Regions from separate parts of the Ovis aries genome. Here region 2 is linked to region 1. A link is a contact called in public Hi-C data. All regions are on one chromosome and are shown on one strand. The core of a region is the stretch at or near the end of the contact, and the rest is flanking DNA. Distances in the headings are between cores, read along the strand shown. Region 1 holds the start of IGF2 (insulin like growth factor 2). Region 2 holds the start of MRPL23 (mitochondrial ribosomal protein L23).

Evidence for each region. Hi-C and Micro-C count contacts between places; a contact is called where the count stands out from the background.
Region 2: a contact with region 1 is called in a Hi-C map of liver, with 7 times the contacts expected there. The contact joins the promoter of MRPL23 here to the promoter of IGF2 in region 1. A contact is called at or near these places in 6 of 16 Hi-C or Micro-C datasets (blood, hypothalamus, liver and 3 more).

Annotation. Positions count from the first base shown.
Region 1 is chr21:45,770,322-45,777,696 of ARS-UI_Ramb_v3.0, reverse strand. It overlaps IGF2 (insulin like growth factor 2), which reads right to left and starts at 2,941. Exons shown (of 5, transcript NM_001009311.1): 1 at 2,883-2,941. It overlaps INS (insulin), which reads right to left and starts at 4,876. Exons shown (of 3, transcript XM_027959829.2): 1 at 4,837-4,876; 2 at 4,248-4,451; 3 at 3,607-3,773. The coding sequence starts at 4,434. The coding sequence ends at 3,643. It overlaps TH (tyrosine hydroxylase), which reads right to left. Exons shown (of 13, transcript XM_027959751.2): 13 at 6,898-7,290. The coding sequence ends at 7,131.
Region 2 is chr21:45,924,214-45,931,588 of ARS-UI_Ramb_v3.0, reverse strand. MRPL23 (mitochondrial ribosomal protein L23) reads left to right here and starts at 4,742. Exons shown (of 6, transcript XM_042237758.1): 1 at 4,742-4,777; 2 at 5,486-5,707; 3 at 6,423-6,545; 4 at 7,366-7,375. The coding sequence starts at 5,643. It overlaps LOC105605956 (a long non-coding RNA gene), which reads right to left and starts at 6,144. Exons shown (of 7, transcript XR_009597874.1): 1 at 5,889-6,144; 2 at 3,272-3,524; 3 at 2,510-2,576; 4 at 122-953.

The DNA of each region.
Region 1 (7,375 bases), core at 1,692-4,191:
AGGCCCAGAGAGGGAAGGGGACTTCCAAGGTCCCGGGCAAGCGGGCCTCGGGTGTGGGGGGCAGGCAGGGTGCTCCGGGGGAGGCCGGGCTGGAATGGGGTCAAGCTCTGAAGTGAGGCCGGACTTTGAAGAAAGCCGTGTGCTTTGAGACACAGTGTGAACAGCCCTGGGCTGCACAGCCACCTGGGGATGCCGGCTCTGTTTTCTAAAAACACAGATGGGCTGGGAAGGGGGTCAGAGTGAGGCGGGCGGAATGCGCCCCTCCCGGCGCCGCGAGGTTCCGATGGCTCAGCAGCCTTGGCCTTGAGGGTTGTGGAGGGTGGGCCCGCCCGGGGCTCATGCGCTCTGGACCCCCGGGCTGGGGGCCTGGAGGCCCATCTTCGTCTCTGGCAAAGCACAGAGCTGGGCTCCACTGGGAGCGGATGACCCAGGGTCTGAGCATCTCTAGGTGAGGGGGGCCTCGGAGGCTGCACCCACCTCTACCCCAACCCTGAGGGCCCAAGGGTGGCCCCCAGATCCCATATCTCAGCCTTGCGCCTTGGAGGGTGGGCACTGTGTGGTGAGAATCCCAGGCCCAGCTTCTGGGGGCCGCATCGGGGACCCCTCCATGGGCTGCCTGGGTCAGATCCCGGACAGCAGCAGGTGGTAGAGAGCGGGGCATTTGAGCCTCTGCGGGGAGGGGCCAGGGGACCGCCCGGGGGGAGGTGAGCTGAGGACCTGAGGCGTAGGGGCTGGCGCTTGCCTGCGGAGGGGGCCGTGGGGAGGGGCCTCTGCCTCGCCACCCTGCGCTGAAGCCAGAAACCACAGCACCGAGGGAGGGGCAGGCGGGTGCCCACCCCCACCGCTTATCTGTTGGCTCTCTCCACAGCTCCCGGACCCCTGGCCACCCCCTGCCCCCAACATCCTCTCTGGAACTGGCCTCTCTCTGCTCCCAGCACTGGGCAGCAGACGGACCTGGACACGAGAAAGAACCCTGACCCAGCTGGACCCCCGCCTGTGGCCTCCTGGGCCCCGGTTCCTATCCTCAAAGCCCCCGTCTCGCGTGAGCCTCTGGCTCCAGGGGTCGAGGTGGCTACGAGTAGAGCAAGGGATGCTTTGACGGCGACAACCACCCCCTTGCCCCCAGCCTCAATTCCCCCAGGCCCGGGAGACTCTCAGCAGAGGCTGGGTTTGTTCAGCCGCGAAGAGGGCAGAGGGGGAGTTCACCCCCACAGCCTCCCGGTCCAGGTCTGATTCTGCAGCCAGAGGGTCAGACTCTCCTGGAGACATAGTCCAGAATGCTGGGGACCTGGCACCTTGTCCAGCTGCTCTCCCAGAGAGCCTGGGCTCTAGAGGGGTGGCTTGAGCAGGTGGGGTGAGGCTTCGGGCACCGTCTCTCCTTCCTAAGCTTTGCGGCCTCCAGAGCCCCCGGGAGCCAGCCTGCTGGGCATCCCGCACAGCCCCTGCGTGCCTGCCCTTGGTCATGTAGGCAGCGGGGGCAACAGACCCCTGCAGAGGGCACACCGCTGGGACTGGCGCCCAGCGCAAAGGAAGTGCCGCAAAAGTGAGGCTTTGGTGCCCTCTGCTGGTTCTACCTGCAAATTACCGCTCTGACTGCCCGCCTGGTGTGCACAGGGACCCACCCTCCCAGGGTCAAGGGGGCTCCAAGGTGAGGACTCCCAGTCTAGCTGGACACAGACTCTGCTGGGGGCTCAGCCTGGGCTCTGCACGGGGCCTTCTGGAGGACCTCAAGCCACCATATCCTGGTCTTTCTCCCTCTTCCCGGCCTGGCCCTCAGTAGGCACTGGGGCCCTCAAGGGCAGGGGCCCACCCCAGCATCCTAGCGTCCACCGGGGAATACAAGACAGAAAATATGTGCTGCCACCCGGAGAAGGCAGACATGGCCAGCTGTAGGTGCCAGGTCTCTTGTGCCAGGCACGGACACAATCTGGGGTCTAGCCTGGAGGCAGCCACCCCAGCAAACGTCCTTAGTGGGTGGACAACAGGGGGCCTGACTCCAGCCTCCAGGTCCCCACCAGGAGCACAGGAGGAGCAGCCCCAGCCCCGCCGTGCATGGACAGTGCAATGCGGAACAGACACACGGGGGAGTGAACCAGACGTGTGCGGGGGGCCGCACTCGGTCCTTGGACCCCCCGTGGCCATGCCAGGGTGACACACAGGGCTGGACACGGCGGGCGGCCACCGTCAGCCCCCGGGCCAGTGAGGCCCAGCTCCCAAGGGCAGCCCAGGTCGGGCCGCCAGTTCCCAGAAGGGGCGGAGCCGGGGCCTGGGTGGGTGGCAGAGCCAAGGTCCGTGGGCCGGGCTGCCGCGGGGGGCGTGCAGGCTCCGGGAAGCAGGGGTGTCTGGGGTTCAGCGGTCAAGGGGCACCGCACAGGAGATACAGCCTGACCTTGTCCTGGCCCCAGGGGCCCAGGTGGCCACCCTGCCTCTGGGACCTTGTCCCTGCCAGGGGTGTGGAGGGCCTCCAGCCCTCCTGCTCAAAACCACATCACCCAGGCCCAGGGGCTGGTGGAAGAGACTCGGGGGGGGTGGTCCCTGGTCTCAGGGCTGGGACGGGTCTCAGGAGGCGGCAGGGAGGCAGGCCCCTCCGGGGGACCGTGACCCACAGCCTTGCCCCCGTGCACCCCTCCCCCGAGCCCCCAGCCCATGTCACCCAGGGCATCCTGCACCAGGGCATACTGGGACGGCCCCATGCACCCCGGGACCCTAAAGGCCTCCTTGCCCTCTCTACAGAGTCTGTTGGCACCAGAGGGGGAGGGGGAGTGTCCAGGTGGTCCCCAGGGTCTCACCAGCTGGCAGGGCCTTGAGGGCAGCCTGGTGATGACCAGCCCACTTCCCAGCCCCAGTTGCCCCCTGCCAGGCCGCTCCAGGCACCCACATACCTCAGCTCCTGCGGGGCACCCCTGCCCCAATCTGCGCGCACAGGGCCACCTGCGTGAGCCTACGGGCAGATCACTGCTCATCCCAGCCCCCCCACTCCCTCCTCTTCCGGGTCCAGTGTCCGGCCGGCCACCTGCCTGCACAACCCTGGCCATCCCCAAGGGGCGGGGCCTTCTGGAGGCCCTGGGGGGTGTTGATGTAGCCCCGAGGAGGGGGTGACAGGGTGAGAGCCTTTGGGGTACACAGAGGACTGCCCCGCCAGCCGGGCACCAGGCTGGCATCTGAGTGGTCTGCAGCCACGGGAGCCCAGGTGCCCAGCCCCAGGCCCAGCCACCCCAAGCCCCGGCCCGGGTGGCGCCTTCAGGAGAGGAGGAGATTGGTTTGGCCTGGCCGGCTGGCAGGCCGACCAGACCTTGGTACAGCCAGGTCACCCGCTGACCTCCGGAGCCTTGGCCAACCCCGGCAGCCCCGGGCTCTTGGGTGTGACGGGTGGTGGCCTGGGCAGGTGCCCTGTGGAGCCCACCTTGTGAGCAGGACCCCTGAAGACGGGAGCGCGCCACCTTGGAGGGCCCCGCCTCGTGCACCCAGCACGTGTGGAGGCAGCTCAGAAAAGCCGACGCAGTGAGACCAGAAAGGGGTCTCGGGCCGGGGGCCCCGCCCTCCTCGCCCCCTCCCCCCCCGCCCCCTCCCCAGGGCGCCGGGACCCCAGGCCACACAGAGACGCGGCGGGCTCGTCAGGGCTTTATTGGCGGCGGGGCAGGTCTAGTTACAGTAGTTCTCCAGCTGGTAGAGAGAGCAGACGCCGGCGCAGCACTGCTCCACGATGCCACGCTTCTGCGGGGGCCCCTCCAGGCCGCCCGCGCCGGGGCCTCCGGCCAGCTCCAGCGCCCCCACTGCAGGGAGATGGTCAGGTAGCGGACGCCCCCCTGCCCGCCCTACCTGGCCTTGGAGCGGGGCCCTGCCCAGGCGCCCTTTTCCCCCTCCCCTCCACCCCCCGCCAGCCCACCCGGGACGGGGCCCTCTCTCCGGGTGACGGGGCGTCTCCCATGGGCACCACTCCATCGCCACCAAGGGCTGCCCACCGAGACCCTCGGCCCCTGGATTGGCCTCGCATCGTCAGATCCCCCCTAGAGCTGCCCTCGTGTGAGGAGGCGAGGGGGCCCGGGTAAGAAGGCAGGATAGATGGGGTGAGGCCCCCTTGGGGGTCGTCATGGCTTAGCCCCTAGGGAGCTGGTCCCTTCCAGGACGTGGACAGGACATGGTCTTCCTTTTTAAAAATCTCTCTTGATTTCCTGCTGGGCGCCAGCGGGAGGCCAAGGTAGGGGCCGGGAGGACCGGGGGACCGGGGGGGGGGAGCGGGGGCTCACCCTGGGGGCCCTCCACCTCCCGGCGGGCCTTGGGCGTGTAGAAGAAGCCGCGCTCTCCGCACACCAGGTACAGCGCCTCCACCAGGTGGGAGCCGCACAGGTGCTGGTTGACGAAGGCGCGGGCCGGGGCGGGGGCCCAGAGCGCCAGCAGGGCCAGCAGGGGCACCAGGCGTGTCCACAGGGCCATGGCGGGCTTGCGAGGACCTGGGCAGCAGCGGGGGCTGAGGCTGGGGCAGGGCGCTCAGCACCCTCAGTCAGGGCTCGCCCCCAACCCAGCGCCCTCAACCAGCGCCTGCCCCCCAAACCCAACACCTCAACCAGGGCCCCAGCCCAGCCCCTTCAACTAGTGCCTGCCCCTCAAACCCAGCCCCCTCAACCAGGGCCCCCAACCCAGCGCCCCCAGTCAGGGCCCCTAACCCAGCATCCCCAGTCAGGGCCTCTAACCCAGCGCTCCCAGTCAGGGTGCCCCCCACCAGGGTGCTCTGAGAGAGCGCACATCCTCCTGCTGCTCGGTGGACCTGGGCCCTGATGCCCTGAGCCCCAGCGGAGCAGCCCCAGACCCAGGCGGACGCAGAGCCCAAGGACGGACCTGTTTGCTGACAGCCTCGAATGCAGCCGGTCCTGAGGGCAGGGGGCTGCCACGGCCTGCCGGCTTTATAGCCCCTGAGCCCGCCACCACCTGGCCTCTCATCAGGGCCTCCAGGAGTGCGGCAGATGGCCCGGGGGCTGAGGCTGCAGTTTCCGGATCATTTCCCCGCTGCCAGGGCTGTGGGAGCCTCTCCTTGGCCGTCAGCACCTCTCGGGGCCGTGGGGTCATTAGAGTCTTAATGAGGGGCCCAATCCATGCCAAGCTGTCCCCTCGCACCGCTGGGGGCGAAGTCCTCCGCCCGGCCCTGCCTGGGCCCATCATCCACGTTAGTCCAGGCAGTGGGGCGAAAGGGGGACCCCTGCTGTGTCCCTGGGCTGCCCCCGAGGCCCCAGCGATGGTCCAAGCCGTGGGGTGGGCAGCGGGCATGTCTCTCCTTGGCCACTGTCCCAGCCCCACCCACCCACCCCAGCACAACAGCCCAGCAAGACCCCCGGCTTCCCAGGGGACGCTGAGGGGCTGAGCCCAGGGACCCACGGCCGTGAGGCCCCTCAGGCTGGCCCCGCTTCTCATCTTCCGTTCAGAGGCCGCAGGGGCCCCCACCTGCCCGCCCAGCTGCCCTCTAGGCCCCACCCCTCTCCCTGGAGCCCCTGCCCACCTCTTCCCGGCTGGACCCTTTCTTTCTGATACGTTTATTTACTTATTTAGCGTTTGGCCACCCTGGGGCTTCGTGTCTCTAGTTGGAGAGGGGGCCTGCTCCCCAGGGCACTGACTCAGCAGCTGCGGTACTCGGGCTTAGCTGCTCCGAGGAGTACAGGATCTTCCCAGACCAGGGATCTTGTGTCTCCCGCACTGGCAGCAGAGTCTTTACCACTGAGCCACCAGGGACGTCCCCAAGGGCTGAGCCCATCTGACGCACCCCACAGCCCCATCACGTCCCTCAGCTGTTATCTGGCTACTCCCCTGCGGTGCCCCCACCCCCCTGACGGGCCCCTGGGGGAGCCCTGGACCCTGTCGGCTCCCCGACTGCAAGGAAGGGGCTGGGCCCTGCCTTCCCAGGACATCACAGTGTCTGGAAGCCCCCCTTCAGCCAGGAGAGATCCCGTGGCCTCTCTGAGAGGGGTGTGCCGGGCAGGGGCTGGACGTGGGAAGACCCAGGGGGAGGGCAAAGCCCAGGGCCCAGCGGGGCAGGAGGGAGGGGAGCCAGCCATCAGCCCTTCCCCGGGGTCTCAGTGGGGCACGTCACTCCAGGGGTGACCCCATTGAGGGCCGCACAGGCTGTGGGACATGACTAGGGAAGGGCTGGTCACAACCAGGTACTTGAGACGCGGCTGGAAGGACAGACCCCCAGGGAGGATGAGAGGGGAGGGTGTTGCCTGGAAGGTCTTAACGTGAAGGAATTTCTGGGATTAACGTCCCCAGAGCTTTGCGCCAGGGTCCTGGCAGTACGAGGGGGCAATGGGGGGCACCAGAGGGAGAGAGAGGGCCTGGAAGACAGGCTGGTGTCTGCCTTGCGCAGGAAGTAAGGCGCCAACCGCCTCCCGGGAAGCCCCAGGCTGCTGGCTCCGAGGGCCAGTCCTGGAGGAAAAGCTGGAGGCTCTAGCTGGAGGCTGTGTCCGAACCCGGCAACTAAGCGGAGCGCAGAATCCAGCACCCGCCCGCCTTGCTGGGTGACTGAGGCCCGGAGAGGCCCCCCGGAGCCAGCCCAGCAGAGTTCCCTGCTGGCACGTCCTTTGTGGGGGCCGTTCCCAGGTCCCACTCTAGGCGGGTGGGGTAGGAGGATCAGAGGGCCCAGCCTGCAGCTCTGCCTTGGAGACCAGAGCTGAGAGCCCTGCCCCTGGAACCCAGACCAGCCCCCCGCCTCCAGGCCGTCACCCTACCGAGACGGGACAGCTCAGCCCGACTCCCACGGCCCTCTGCGGGTCCTCTGGGTGAGCAGGTGACCCTGGGCTGCCTGGAGGAGGCCGGCAGCGGGGGAGCTTCTGAGCGGGACTGGGGCAGTGTGAGGGGGGCCCGGGGCTGTGTGCTGAGCCCACGGCATGGACACAGACCCCAGGCGGGCACTCAGGGCCGAGTCTCTCTTTTATTGAGGTTGCAAGCGGGCAGCGCAGCACAGGGGCAGCAGGCGGGACAAGGAGGCTGACACGCAGCTGGCAAGCGCCGGGCAGGTGCCCTCTGGCAGGGGCTTCTCTGCGGGCTCTTGGGGCACCCTGTGAGCCAGCCCCTCATGTGGGCAGGCGGGGGCAGGCTGGGAGCCCCAGGCCAGCCCGCTGGGGCCTGCGGGTGGCGCCCCGCGTCTAGCTGATGGCGTTCAGAGCGTGGGCCAGGGCCTGCATCTCATCCTGGACGCCGTCCAGGGCGCGCCGGATGGCGCGGGGACTGTCCAGCACGTCGATGGCCAGTGTGTACGGGTCAAACTTCACAGAGAAGGGGCGCTGGATGCGGGAGGCGTAGCTCCTGCGGGGGGGAGGGGGACAGCCGGCAGGGACCTTCAGTCACTAGCGGGGTGCAGCTGGAGGGCTGGAGCCCATCTCCTCCATCA
Region 2 (7,375 bases), core at 3,493-5,992, 150 kb before region 1:
GCAAGGAAAATTTTAACACGACATTCTTTCTCCCCCTGCCCTTTGGCCTCCCCGCTCCCCTCTGGCGGGCATTCTGCGCCTGCATTATGCATTAACCAGACCTCCCCAAGGAAAGGAATACCTGCTCAACCATAAAAATCTATTTTTCTTGTCTTGACGTCAACCATGTAACTCTTTAGAAGATAACATTCCTTTCTCGGTCCTGTAAGGGGTCACGATGACCCACCGCTGGCCTTGGACGTGCAGACATCTTTGGTGGACTTTATGAGCAGCACATCGTTTCCCTTAAAGATAGCACTGGTACAAAGCAGACTGGCCAGATGATCGGGGGAGATACGGGGCCACACCAATAGACATTCTGAGCTTAAAGCCATGCTCATGACCTCATTAACGCCCCTCGTTATATTACGCATATTCCGCCTATTTTACAAGACGATTGTTTCTTTGATCAGAAACAATGCGACTGAGCCTCGGATAAAACAAATGATGATTACAGACGACTTGAAAGGGTTGACCAGCAGACAGTTCCGTCAGATCAATCGCTGTAACCGTGTAAAATTCCAGGGGCAGGAAGAAGCAGGCCGTGGCAGAGGAGTCAGACTGGGGGTCCCGAGGCCTGGGGCGACTGTTGCCAGGGTCTGGTCCAGTCACGTAGCCCGAGCCACCCGTCACGGAAATCCTCGCCACGGCACAGGCTGGTCACGCGGCGCCCTTGGAGTCTGGACTGAAGCGAAGACGGAAGGGGAAGGGACCGTAAAATAAGGAATGTTGCCCACCATCCAGTTCTACAGGAATGAAGTCATCACCCACCACCGGCGCTGGCCAGCAACACGCCCTGCAGGAGCTGAGGACAAAGGGCAGGATGAGGCGCGCTGGGAAAACTGGCAGGACTGGCCCGCAGACCGCGCTCCAGGAGAACACGCCGTAAACCGGCTTCCTGCGTCTCCTCACGCCTAGAAAGGCACAAGAACCATTACAAACATCTCCCACGAGACGTGTGCTCGACTGCACGTACCCTCTGTCAGAGGGTACTGGCCTCCCCCTCCCTCTTCAGAACGGCCCTCGGAACTTTCTGGAACATTCGGAGTCTCCCAGGTTACAAGCGCAGGCGGTGATGCTGAGGTTCCTGAGACCCACACGTCTGGCGCTGCCCCCAGCCCCGGCCCACGCCTCCCTCCCCTGGCGCCCCAGCAGTGGGGTCCAGACAGCGTCACCGGTGAGAGCGCCTGCTGCCTTTCTCCCCAGTCCTGAAACCCCCGAGAGCCGTGAAGCGGACGTGGGGGCCTTGCCATTTATGTTCACAGCGAGTCCCTCTTCTGTGCTGCTGGAGTGATGTTCACGGGGAAGCTCTGGGAAAAGACCCAAGGAAGGGGGCTGACGGCAGGAGAGCCTGCCCTGAGTCGGGAGGGACTCCAGGACCCCCACCGCCTTGAGGAGGGGAGACAGGCCGGAGGGTGAGCACACGGTCAGTGGCCAATGACTTCCTCAGTTGTATTCTGTGATGAAGCCCCCCCGACCCCAGGAGGGGGAGACCTGCTCAGCTTCTGGGCCTGTGAACCTGGGGAGACCTGCGGGCCCGGGGCTCGCCCCCCCACCCCGCCCTCTGCCTCTGTCACGTGGCTGGGGGCCTTCGCACGCGGCCTCTGCGTGCCCTGGGAATGCCGGCTCCTCCAGAGGCTCTCTGAAGGCCTCCTGTAAAGCCACAGCCCCTCCCACCTCCGCCCCTGCTGCCCGCACCTTCCCCGGCCGGTCCAGTGTGCCTCACTCTTTCATCTGTTCAGGCACTGTGGGCCTCAGCAGCAGCCCCAAGGCACTTCCAGGCTTGTCTTACCTCCCTCCCCACAACTCCCAACTTGGAGCCCTCGGGGGACGCCCACTACTCTCAGGAAGAAGCCCCCACTCCCCAGTCTGGCTTGCAAAACACAGCAGGGAGGCTACCCCCCGGGGGGGCTCCTGCCCACCCCCATCCTCACCTGCCCATGGGGGGTGCCTCCTCCCCAGGGCCACTGCTGGGTCTCCCTGGCACCAAGCTCGGAGTTGGGGGGGAACCCATGTCAGGACGTCAGATCTAACACATGAAAATGTTTGCCTAAAATAAAAGAACTTTGTCCCTACACGTCTGTAAGGCCCAAACCGAAACGCTGGCACCAGCAGAGGCCGCCTCGTGGCTGGTGGGAGCGCGAGGCGGCCTCTGACGACGCAGCACACACACCACGCGGTTCAGCCACCACGACCCTTGGTTCCTAACCCCAAAGAGCTGAAAACTTCAGTCCCTGCAAAAACCTGCTCCTGGATGAGTCGGCAGCTTATTCATCACGGCCAACATGGGAAGCCATCAGGGTGCCCCTCAGTGGGGGCGTGGGCACCTTCCCGCAGTACCTCCGATGATGGCCTTACAGGTCAGTTCTGTTCAGCCGCCCAGTCGTGTCTGACTCTTTGCGACCCCATGGACTGCAGCACGCCAGGCCTCCCTGTCCATCACCAACTCACGGAGTTTACTCAGACTCACGTCCATCGAGTCGGCGATGCCATCCAGCCATCGCATCCTCGGTCGTCTGACGTAGTATCATTCAGTTCTAAAGGAAAGGCACGAAGAAGCCGTGAAGAGACGCAGAGGAGATGTAGATGCCGAGAGAGAGAAGCCAGTCTGCCAAGGCTACCAAGCGTGTGGCCCTAACTAGGGGACAGTCTGGCAAAGCAGACCCACGGTTGCGGAGACAGCAGGATGGCCCACGGCTGTGGGGGTCAGGAGCGGGGCGGACAGGAGCCGCTCCGCGGGTTTTCTGGGCAACAACTCTCCCCGTAGGTGCTGTCACTTGGGCACAGGTCACTGAGCATCTGGCGAAACCTGTAGAATGCCCACCAAGAGCGGATCTCCAAGCCCACTATGGCCTTCAGCTAGCAACAATGCATCAGCGTTGCTCCATCGGCTGCCACGTGTGTGTCACGCTAGTGTAAGTGTTGATGCTATGGGAGGCTGAGGGGCAGGAGAAGCTGAGTGTATGGGAATCCTCTGTACTTTCTCAGCAATTTCCCTATAAACTTAAAATCATTCTTTAAAGAGTCTATTAAAAAACAATAAAGACAGTTGTTTATCTGAGCTTTGAATTTAATTGGCACCCTCTCCTCTGTTTGGCAGACTCAGCCCCCGAAGCTGTGTGCTGCTTGGGAAGGCGGGGAGGTGATGACCCAGGCCGGGGGGAGTGTGGGGGAAGTGGGGTGGGAGGCCACCCGCGGGCTTCCCGGGCTGTGGGGGTCGAGACCCACTCACCTCACACTCACAGATCCTAGGCCGGAAGGGGAAGGATCCAGCTGGCAGGCAATCAGAGAAGGGGTCTAGTGTTGTGGGGTCCGCACCGTTGAGACCCCATTGAGGACCTCCGTGCTCTCAGCCTCACTGATCAGAGCATCGCCTACCAAGGACCAGCAGGACGCCGACCCACGCCGTCTCCCATCCGTGTGTTGCAGCCACGTTAGGAGCAACTTGGAGACCTCTGGGTTGGCATGTGGCTGCTGAGTCAAAGCTTTACAAATGAAACAGAAAGTTCCCCAGCCTCCAGGTTGGGGGACCCCCGTCCTCCAGCTCCTGCCCTCTCCTCACCTCCAGGGCCCTGCCACGGTCACCGTCAGCCTTGCTGGGCCCTGGCTGCAGCCAGACATTGCCTAGCCTTCCCCTGCCCTCCCCAGCAGGCACACCACCCCCCACTCACAGCTGACCCCCCCAGCAGCCGCGCCCCACCGTCGGTTTCTTCATCCTAGACAAGCCCACTTAGGGCCTCCCCCACCAAGCATGACGGTGAGGGGGGCCCTCCAGCCCCTTCCCGCCCTGGGGCCCCCAGGAGCAGCCCCTGCGCCCTCCCAGGCTCCCCTGCTCTTGCCTCCTTGCCGTCCCACCCCCAGCCTGGGGCCCTGCTCCCCCCGGGTCTACTGTTGTGTGTAATTGGGGGTGGGGGGAGCAACGGAGGGTCTCTGATCCCGCTCTGTGACGGGACCCCAGTGAGGGCTGTGCCAAGACTGAAAGCAGGGCGGGCCAGCTGCGACCTGGAGAAGCCAATGGCCTCAGGGAGGCTAGGGGGGCAGGCATGGCTGTGGGGTCCCTGGGGGGCGTCTCAGGGCATGAGGAGTTGGCCAGAAGGACTGGGGTAGGGCGGTAGAGGGAAGTAGCTCCCGGGGCCAGGTGGAGAGAGATGGTGGTTTAGCCGCTCAGTTGTGTCCAGCTATTACCGCCCCATGGACTGTAGCCCACCAGGCTAATCTGTCCATGGGATTCTCCCGGCAAGAACACTGGAGTGGTTGCCATTGTCTTCTCCAAGGGATCTTCCCAGCTGAGGGATTGAACCAAGGTCTCCTGTGTCGGCAGGCAGATCCTTTACTGACTGGGGCCTCCCACGAATTCACACCTTCCCCGCTTCCCCAGTCTCCCACCTGGGCCACCAGCTGGAAGGGTGGCAGGCTCTGGGTGGGGGGTGGCCCGCAGCGTCCCTGGGCACTAGGCTGGAGTCACAGGGCACCCGCAGGGGTGTCCGTGGTGGTCCACTGGTGCGCTGGGCTCCGGAGCGGAGGGAGGGCGTGTGGGGCTGGTGGCACTAGGGTGTGCTGCCGGGCACAGGTAGGGCGCTGAGTGTGCAGGGTTTGGGGCCCAGGTGGGGCCCAGGTGTGCGGGCGGCGCGCGCCCTCCCGGGCGCCAGGGGGCGCTGCGCCGGGGGGCGGGCCCAGGTAGGGCCCGCCCCTCCTTCCGGCCGCGGCCCCGGAAGCGGGCGATGGCGCGGAACGTGCTGTGAGTGGGGGGTCCCGGCGCGCGGGGTCGGGGGCGTGGCCGCCCCCAGGCTGGGCGCGCGGCGCCGGGCCGCGGGGTCGGGACTCGGGGCCCCGGCGGGACGCGCGGCGTCTGGGCTCCCGTGGGGGCGGGGCGGGGGGCGTTGCGGGGCCCGCGGGGCCCGGGCCTCCCCCGAGGTCGAGCCTGGCCTTCGGCGAAGCTGGGCGGGAGGCCGGTGCCGCGCCGGCCTCGGGCCCCGCGGGCTGCGCGCGCCCCCCGCCCCGGCAGCTCCCCGGGGGCCCGGACCGTGGCCCCTGCAGTGCCCGCGGCCGGTCACCAGGGGGAAGAGGCGAGCCCGGTGGCCACTCGCCGGCCCGGCCCCCACGAGGACAGGGCGAGGCTCGGCCGTGGGCGGGCACGCCGGCCCGCCCGCCCTGCGCCCGACGCTCTGCTGTCGGGAGGTGCTGCTGCTGGTGTCCCGGCAGCTGCCACGTGCGACGGGGTCACCAGGAGACCCCAGTCGACGTCAGCTGGCACTCAGCTCATCACTGGCCTGCCCGCGGGCGTCCCAGCCTGTGTCAGGGCCCTCAGGCCCTGCCACCCTCAGGATGCCCCACCCAGGACCTCGGCCTCTGGCCGGGTCCTACTCCCCAGAGTTGTAAGGCCCAGAGGCATCGTGGGACTTGGCTTCACCAAGCTTCCCTTCCCTCCTGCTTGCTGCTCCCCCAGATCAGAGGTCGTGTGCCCTGCTGCAAATTGCTCACCAGGACCCAGGGGCATCGTCAGCCCCTGTCCCCACCCTCACCGAAACACCTCCCCTGGGCTCCCAGTGGACCCCTGACGCCTCACAGGCCCTGCCAACCTTGGACCCCCACCTCCTTGGACCATGAGCCCCGAGGCCTGGTTGGGTCCGGTTGGCAGTGTGGCCCTCCTCGCCCACCAGACCCAAGGGTGCGTAGGTCCAGCTGGAGTGGGTGGGTTGGAGCCGCAGGTGGTGGCTGCCCATACATTCTGGATGTCTTTGCCCCCCTTTGGGGGTTTGAGGGGTGAGGGAGGTGGGCAGTGAGCGTGTAACTGGTGACCTGCTCGCTGCCTTCCTGAGCCCCTTATCTTGTTTTTCCTGTTTGCTCACCCTTTATCGTTTGATCTTCACTCTTGCCAAGGATGAGCTGGTGCTTCCAGCACGGGGGGGGGCGGGGGGGGGGGGGCGGGAGTGGAGGTGGCCCCGTCCTTGTCCTCTCAGCGGCACTGAGCCAGTGCAGATTAAGCTGGTTCTGACTGATCCCACCTCACCTAAGCGGAAGGGAGCTGGAGGCCCGTTCCGGGGGGACAGCCACGAAGGGGCTGTGTGCCTGTGCAGCCGGCACTTTGAACAAACACATGACTCTGAGCCTGTTGACAGGGCAGGGTGGGCACGTCGTCCGCTCGTGAATCATTCACTGGTTCTTTCCAAAGGCCGACCTTGAGGGTCAGCAGGCCACGCTGCCCTGGGGACGGGACTGGCTGCCCCATACCGCGTGAGGGAAGGGCTGACCTGAGGGTGACTGCCCCCTTGGCCCCTCAGCCCCGTGGGCGTGATGACCTGTGGACCCTGTCGGGGCGTCCCGGGAGCCTCGTGTTCTGGGCGTTTGACATGACCCCTCTCCCCACCCCCCCGCCCTTGCAGGTACCCTCTGTACCAGCTGGGCAACCCCCAGCTCCGGGTCTTCCGCACCAACTTCTTCATCCGGCTGGTGCGGCCCGGCACGGCCCAGCCCGAGGATACTGTGCAGTTCCGGATCCCGATGGAGTAAGCCTCCCCCGCCCCAGAGGGATTCAGGCCGAGAGGCCCACGGCCCTGGAGGTGCCACTGGACCCCACTCACAGCGAGGTTCTTCCCACCACAAAGAAACTACTGGCAGCCCTGCACCAAGGCCTGGTGTGTGCAGAGCCTCGGCTGAGGGCGCCTTGGGCTCCTCGCCACCCTGGGGAAGTCCAGCCTGAGAGACCCAGCTCCTTTCCTTGCTTCGGCCTGGCTACCCTTCCCAGGAGGCTGGGCTCTGACCCTGGCTCCCAAAGCCTCCGCCCTTGGGTGGGTCCTTCACAGAGGCCCCCGTTGCTGAGGAGACACAGATTCTCCGCACCCCATACTGAGGCCTCGGGGCTCTGGCCTCAGCTCGAGCCTCCATGGGAACTGAGGGTCATGCCGTCTGCTTCAGAGACCAGGGCAGGAGAGGCTGGGCCCTGTCAGGGACAGAGGAGACAGCATCACCACCGCCCTGGCCATCCTTTCTGGGAGACGCCTGCCGGGGGGGTGGGGGGGCTCGCTGTGGACAGGGTGGCAGCTGTGGAGCGGGTGGCTCCCAGCAGCCAGAGGGCACTCGCAGACAACCCCTCCCCTCCGCTCGCCAGCTCGGCCCCCAGGCAGGGCAACAGGACGGAGCCCTGGGGGCTGGTCCCCGTCGCCCCCATGTCGCTGTGCCCAGATGCCACTGCAGCATCAGCGGGGCCTGGCCCCGGCCTCCCAGGCGGCTCCCACCCAGTGTCTGCACTCAGCAGCTCGTGCCGCCCGGCAGGCTCCTTTCTTCTCCACCCTGTTCAGAGCCCCCCCTTTTCCCCTCCTGCCCCAGGATGAGCAGA